Linked DNA regions of Ovis aries: region 2 is linked to region 1. Evidence: chromatin contacts called from public Hi-C data. All regions are on one chromosome and are shown on one strand. The core of a region is the stretch at or near the end of the contact, and the rest is flanking DNA. Distances in the headings are between cores, read along the strand shown.

Evidence for each region. Hi-C and Micro-C count contacts between places; a contact is called where the count stands out from the background.
Region 2: a Hi-C map of muscle shows a contact between it and region 1, with 10 times the contacts expected there. The contact joins two enhancer-like sites. A contact is called at or near these places in 9 of 16 Hi-C or Micro-C datasets (hypothalamus, mesenteric adipose tissue, mixed tissues and 5 more).

Annotation. Positions count from the first base shown.
Region 1 is chr8:28,581,050-28,583,648 of ARS-UI_Ramb_v3.0, reverse strand. The region is part of intron 6 of ARMC2 (armadillo repeat containing 2); the gene reads left to right. Among named protein-coding and RNA genes, the nearest start is that of ARMC2, 40 kb to the left of the region's middle. Within about 2 kb of position 1,283, at least 22 of the 54 cell types and tissues checked have an H3K27ac peak or open chromatin away from gene starts, as enhancers often do.
Region 2 is chr8:28,948,821-28,951,419 of ARS-UI_Ramb_v3.0, reverse strand. No RefSeq gene overlaps it. Among named protein-coding and RNA genes, the nearest start is that of FOXO3, 27 kb to the right of the region's middle. Within about 2 kb of position 1,294, at least 2 of the 54 cell types and tissues checked have an H3K27ac peak or open chromatin away from gene starts, as enhancers often do.

The DNA of each region.
Region 1 (2,599 bases), core at 34-2,533:
ATTTTCTTATCTTCCAAACAAATTTCTTATCAGTAAAATGACTTTTGTGACCAGCAGGAATTTCTGTAGTAGTCAGGAGAATCTTAGACTGATTTCCCAGTCAGCATTGTTGCTAAGCATCTTACATGTGCATGCTAAAACCAGCAGCCAATAAACATTGTCAAGTTTTTGTGTCCCGAACTCAAAAGCTGTGGTGAAGAACTGTAACCACTGAGACAGCAAAATCTTCCAAAAACATGCTGAAATTTCTGCTTGACTTACCCAATTTCCTGTTGAATCACAATTTTTATATTTAGCAAAGTGTGAACCTAGATGAAAGTGCTCTCTAGAATGTTAGGTTGTTGCCCAAGACGGAGACAAACTCTATTTATTTATCATCTGGCAATCTTAAAAAGTGATCACATGACTCCAGGCTTCCGTTTCTAGGGTAGGAGCTGGGTTAGCGTATAAAATCAGATTTCTTTGGAGAGCAGAGTTGGAGGAGATGCGTGAGGGGAAAGGCCATGGCTGGACACCCCAGCTCACACGGGGGTTCCTGGGAGAGGGTTGAAAGCAAACTCTTACGCCACAGTGTCTGGCTAACTTCTGTTCTGAGAAGAAACAAGTCTCAGAAGCACTCGGAAGGGCCTGTGAGGGCCTTTCCTTTCCAAAGGTTAAACAAACTGCTCTGTGATTTCTGGCTCACCCCTGTAATTCGGCTCTTCCTGGGGTGAACATGTTATCAATTTTGTTTGTCCTGACAAACGGTTTGATAATTGTGGTTTCTCACAGAATGGTTCTGCTTAAGAGAGCATACCGCATAGAAGGTATAAAAAAAAAAAAACAAAACTGATTTCAACTGAAATCAGTGAAATTTGGACTCATTGAAGTCTGTATTTCTAATAAGTTTAAGTTTGTCATGGATGATTGTCTATTATATTATTTGTCTGGCTTCTTATCTCTGGGCTTTCCCCTTGCCTTGATGTATGTTGATTTTATTTCTCATACTTTGGACTTTGAGTGTGTCCGACACCTGGGAATATGAGCAACTATGTTGTTTATACAGCTTGAATAGTCGTGTTTACTTTTAGGATCCATATCCGTGATTTATCAGTGTCAGGGAAGATTTGTAAGAGTAATGAGCCAGAAGATGGAGGTGGTGGTCTGCAGTCCTTTTCCTGCAGCTCCTAAACCTCGGGAGCTCTGAGAGCTGAGATACTGTACAAACTCATTTAGTGACAGTGCCTGGCCTGTGCTGGTGGGAGTCCAGTTCTCGTTTTTGTTTCTTTAGTGTGTTATAGTCACATGCTTTGCTGCAGGGTGCTGCCTCAGAAGACCGTGCTGGCAGTGATGTGTGAAGCAGTGTGAGCACCATGTGTGCCTGTGCTGAGTCGCTTCAGTCATGTCTGGCTCTTTGAGGTCCATGGGTTACAGCCCTCCAGGCTCCTCTGTCTATGGGATTCTCCAGGCAAGAATACTGGAGTGGGCGGCCATGCCCTCCTCCAAGGGATCTTCCCGACCCAGGGATCGAACCCGCATCGCTCATGTCTCCTACATTGGCAGACAGGTTCTTTACCACTAGAGCCACCTGGAAAGCCTGAGGGCCTCAGGGCGAGGCCGTCAGAGGAGGAAGGCTGTGGATTTTGTCTCTAGCTCTGCTTCTGAGTGTCTGGCCCGGCAGCCCCCACCCCCCACCCCCGGCTAGACAGTCTTTGTTTTAGACCTTGAGATCTTGCCTGTGTGAAATGTAATCATGATTTGCAGTTTCTAATACGATTTACATTTCTGCCTGAAGTTATCTTTTAGTTTGCCAATTTGCTTCAGGGCAGAATAGCCCCCAAAGAGGTCAAGTGCAATGCAGTGGAGCTCTGTGACTTTGGCCAGGTTACTTAATAACCCTGAGCCCCTCTCTCTTCATCTGGAAAATAGTGACAATGTGGGGACCTCCTGAGAGTGTTGTGACAAAAATGCAGACCTGTTGGATCTAAAGTACACCATCTGTGGGAGTTCTAACTTGTCCACAGCTGCCTCCTCAGGCTGCCTCTCTCTCGGTGATCTGGTGATAACACACAGCCTGATACACTTCAGACAGGGATGACCTCTTTATTGTTGTTTTTTTTTTTTTAACCAGGGAAGTGAAACCATGCTGACTGAGTGCTTCTAGATGCTAGGCACTGGGCTCAGAGCTTTGCTTACATCGGGTCTTTGAATTCTCATAACCCTGAAGGCAAATATTTTAATCTCGGTTTTGCTGATGAGGCTCAGAAAGGATAAGAAACCAGACCCCCATCACCCAGTGCATCAGTAACGGAGCTGGGATTTGAACTGAGGTCTGTCAGCACCCAGAGCTCAGGCTTCCTGTTGCCCCACACAAAACCACTGGTGTGAGAAGCCCTGGCCCCACAATACTGTGAACATTCTATTTTCTGTAGGAGAGAAAGTCCCTGCAGGCCTCCCTCAGAAAATTTTCCATTAAAACATTTTCAAAATCCTTGTTCTTTACATATCTGTAGTTTTCTCTTTATTTTATGTTATAGAGGGATGTTTAAAAAGAAAAAACAAACAAGCAGAAACAAGCCAGAACTCCAGAGTGCCTCGGAGTTTAAAGTTATGATTTCTT
Region 2 (2,599 bases), core at 45-2,544, 370 kb before region 1:
CTCCACCTATACTTTCTCCCTACAGGCCCTCCTCATTGACGAAGGACTTCCCTCGTGGCTCAAACGATGAAGAATCTGCCTGCAGTGCGGGAGGCCTGGGTTTGATCCCTGGGTCAGGAAGATCCGCTGGTGAAGGGAATGGCAACCCACTCTACTGTTCTTGCCTGGAGAATTCCATGGACAGAAGAGCCTCGTGGGGTACAGTCCATGGGATCTCAAAGAGTCAGACACAAACGAGCGACTTTCACTTTCCTAAAGGCCACTTCATCCTCTTCTCTCTCCTTTCTCCTTGTTTCAATGGTACAAAAACCTATACCACTGAACAAAATGCCACCTACCCCAGGAAGCCTTTCACAATCCTTCTAGGGAGAATGAACAAGAACACAGGGTCTTTTACTCCTTTCTCCTACACCTTTCTAGCATTTCTTCAGCAGCTCCTACTTCATTCTGCCCTGGGTTGTATGCCATCCCATGTTTATACATCCCTCAGGCCAGTACCGGAGAAGGCAATGGCACCCCACTCCAGTACTCTTGCCTGGAAAATCCCATGAACAGAGGAGCCTGGTAGGATGCAGTCCGTGGGGTCACTAAGTCGGACACGACTGAGCAACTTCACTTTCACTTTTCACTTTCATGCATTGGAGAAGGAAATGGCAACCCACTCCAGTGTTCTTGCCTGGAGAATTCCAGGGATGGCGGAGCCTGGTGGGCTGCCGTCTCTGGGGTTGCACAGAGTTGGACACAACTGAAGCGACTTAGCAGCAGCAGTAGCAGCAGCAGGCCAGTACATGAGGAAGGCTCAAGAACAGGCCCTGGGACTTATTCCTCTCTGAGCCCTACCCCACATCTGGGTCTGCATGGGCATCAGCACATCCCAGAGCTTCCAGCTGGCAGAATGCCGGCATCCATTCATCCAGCATCATGGAGTAGCCGACCCTGTGCCGGGTTCCTGGGAGGGACAGGAAGGTCCAGGCCAGCCCCTGTTCCTAAGAAGCTCAGAAATCCATGGCAGCAAGACTAGCATCCTCGAAGTCCTACCAGAGGGCAGTGGTCTCCAAACTGGGGAGAGTACACACTACCAGGGCACATGACAGGCCCTGAGATGCAGGAAAAAAGTACAGGAAGTTCTGTTTTGTTGGAAAGCATATTTAAAATTTATAAATAAGCCAAAAACTTAGAAATGAAAAGTGTTTTACTCTTTTTCACAACCAGGCTTTCCCTTAGCACCTCTCGAGGCCTGCTGGCAGGCACCCAGAGCCACGTGACTTGTCCTCAGGGCGAGGTGGCAGCCACAGTGCTGAGACTTGACAGGCTTGTCCATCCGCCAGCAGTGAATCACCTTGTGCTACAGTTCAGTGTTCCAGGCTGTCAGTGACATGGTTACTTTTATAAAGACAGCTTTCAGTAGCAGGATCTTCACAGAGTTTTGTAAATGAAATGGTGGAGGATTGATGTGGCCACAAAAAACTTTGGTTCCACATAGAGGCTTTTGGATTGCTCATGACAAAGTGCTTAAAAGAATTTTGGGACTTAAAGATGAGTTATACATTTTTCCTTGACAAAGAAAAAAACTTAATTGTTCTAAATTTGCCAACCATTCCTGTGATAAGTAGTTTAGTAGTTTTCTGCTAATGAGTATTTTTCGAATCAGTACCTTGAAGGAATGAGTGATGTTTTAAAAATCAGAGTGAGAAAGAAGCAGCTTTACAACAGCTGTAACTGCTGCTATAAAGAGAACATTTTGAACATGTCTGTGAATATTGCATCAAGATGTGATTTGTGGCCAAAAATGATGTCACTTATAAAAATTCCCACATCTGCACACTTACAAAACATGAAATTTCATGAGCTTCCAAATTAAGGGTTCATTTTTTTTTAACCTTTTGTCAACTTTGTGTAAATGGTGCATGGAACTGAAAAAACTAGTATCAGGAATTAGGAGGTGCAGCCATTAATTTAATTTGTCTAACTTGAATCGACATTTGAGTATTTTGTTTTGCTATAACAGCCATTAAAACCAAGTGTAGATGTAAACTTAAGATTAGGCCTTTGAATCATGAAGTATTAAGCTGGAATTTTTAAAAAGAGCATAAGGTATTTCCAATCACAGACTTGATGGCAAAAAGCTTTTCGAACCCTGTTAATAGATAAAACATAAAACCATAATTTTTCTTTTATTTCAGCTTTCGAAAACACGTTTGCTCTATGATGAACAATATACTGCTACGTTAGCAGAAGCTGTATTGGTAGCAAAATATGTATCATGTTTATTGATTGAGGTAGATGATGGAAAACACTGGAGACCACCCATTAGCGTGCACACTTGTATGGGCCACGTCCCCAGCATCTGTTTCTTTTCTTCCGTCAAAATTCAGGGTCCCGTTTTCTGTGACCATGCCCCATGTCATTTTGCGGCAGCCAGGCGTGCTGTACGAGACTGATCACAGCCCAGCTCCAGGAGTGGTCCCTGTTTGGTTTACACCAATCAGAGGAGCCCATTCCCCTTGGGCATTGTGACTGACTTAGGGATGAGGCTGCCTGGTCCTCACAGAGAGGAGAAATATTCACCAAGGGCTTCTGACCAGGAAGCTTCCTGGAT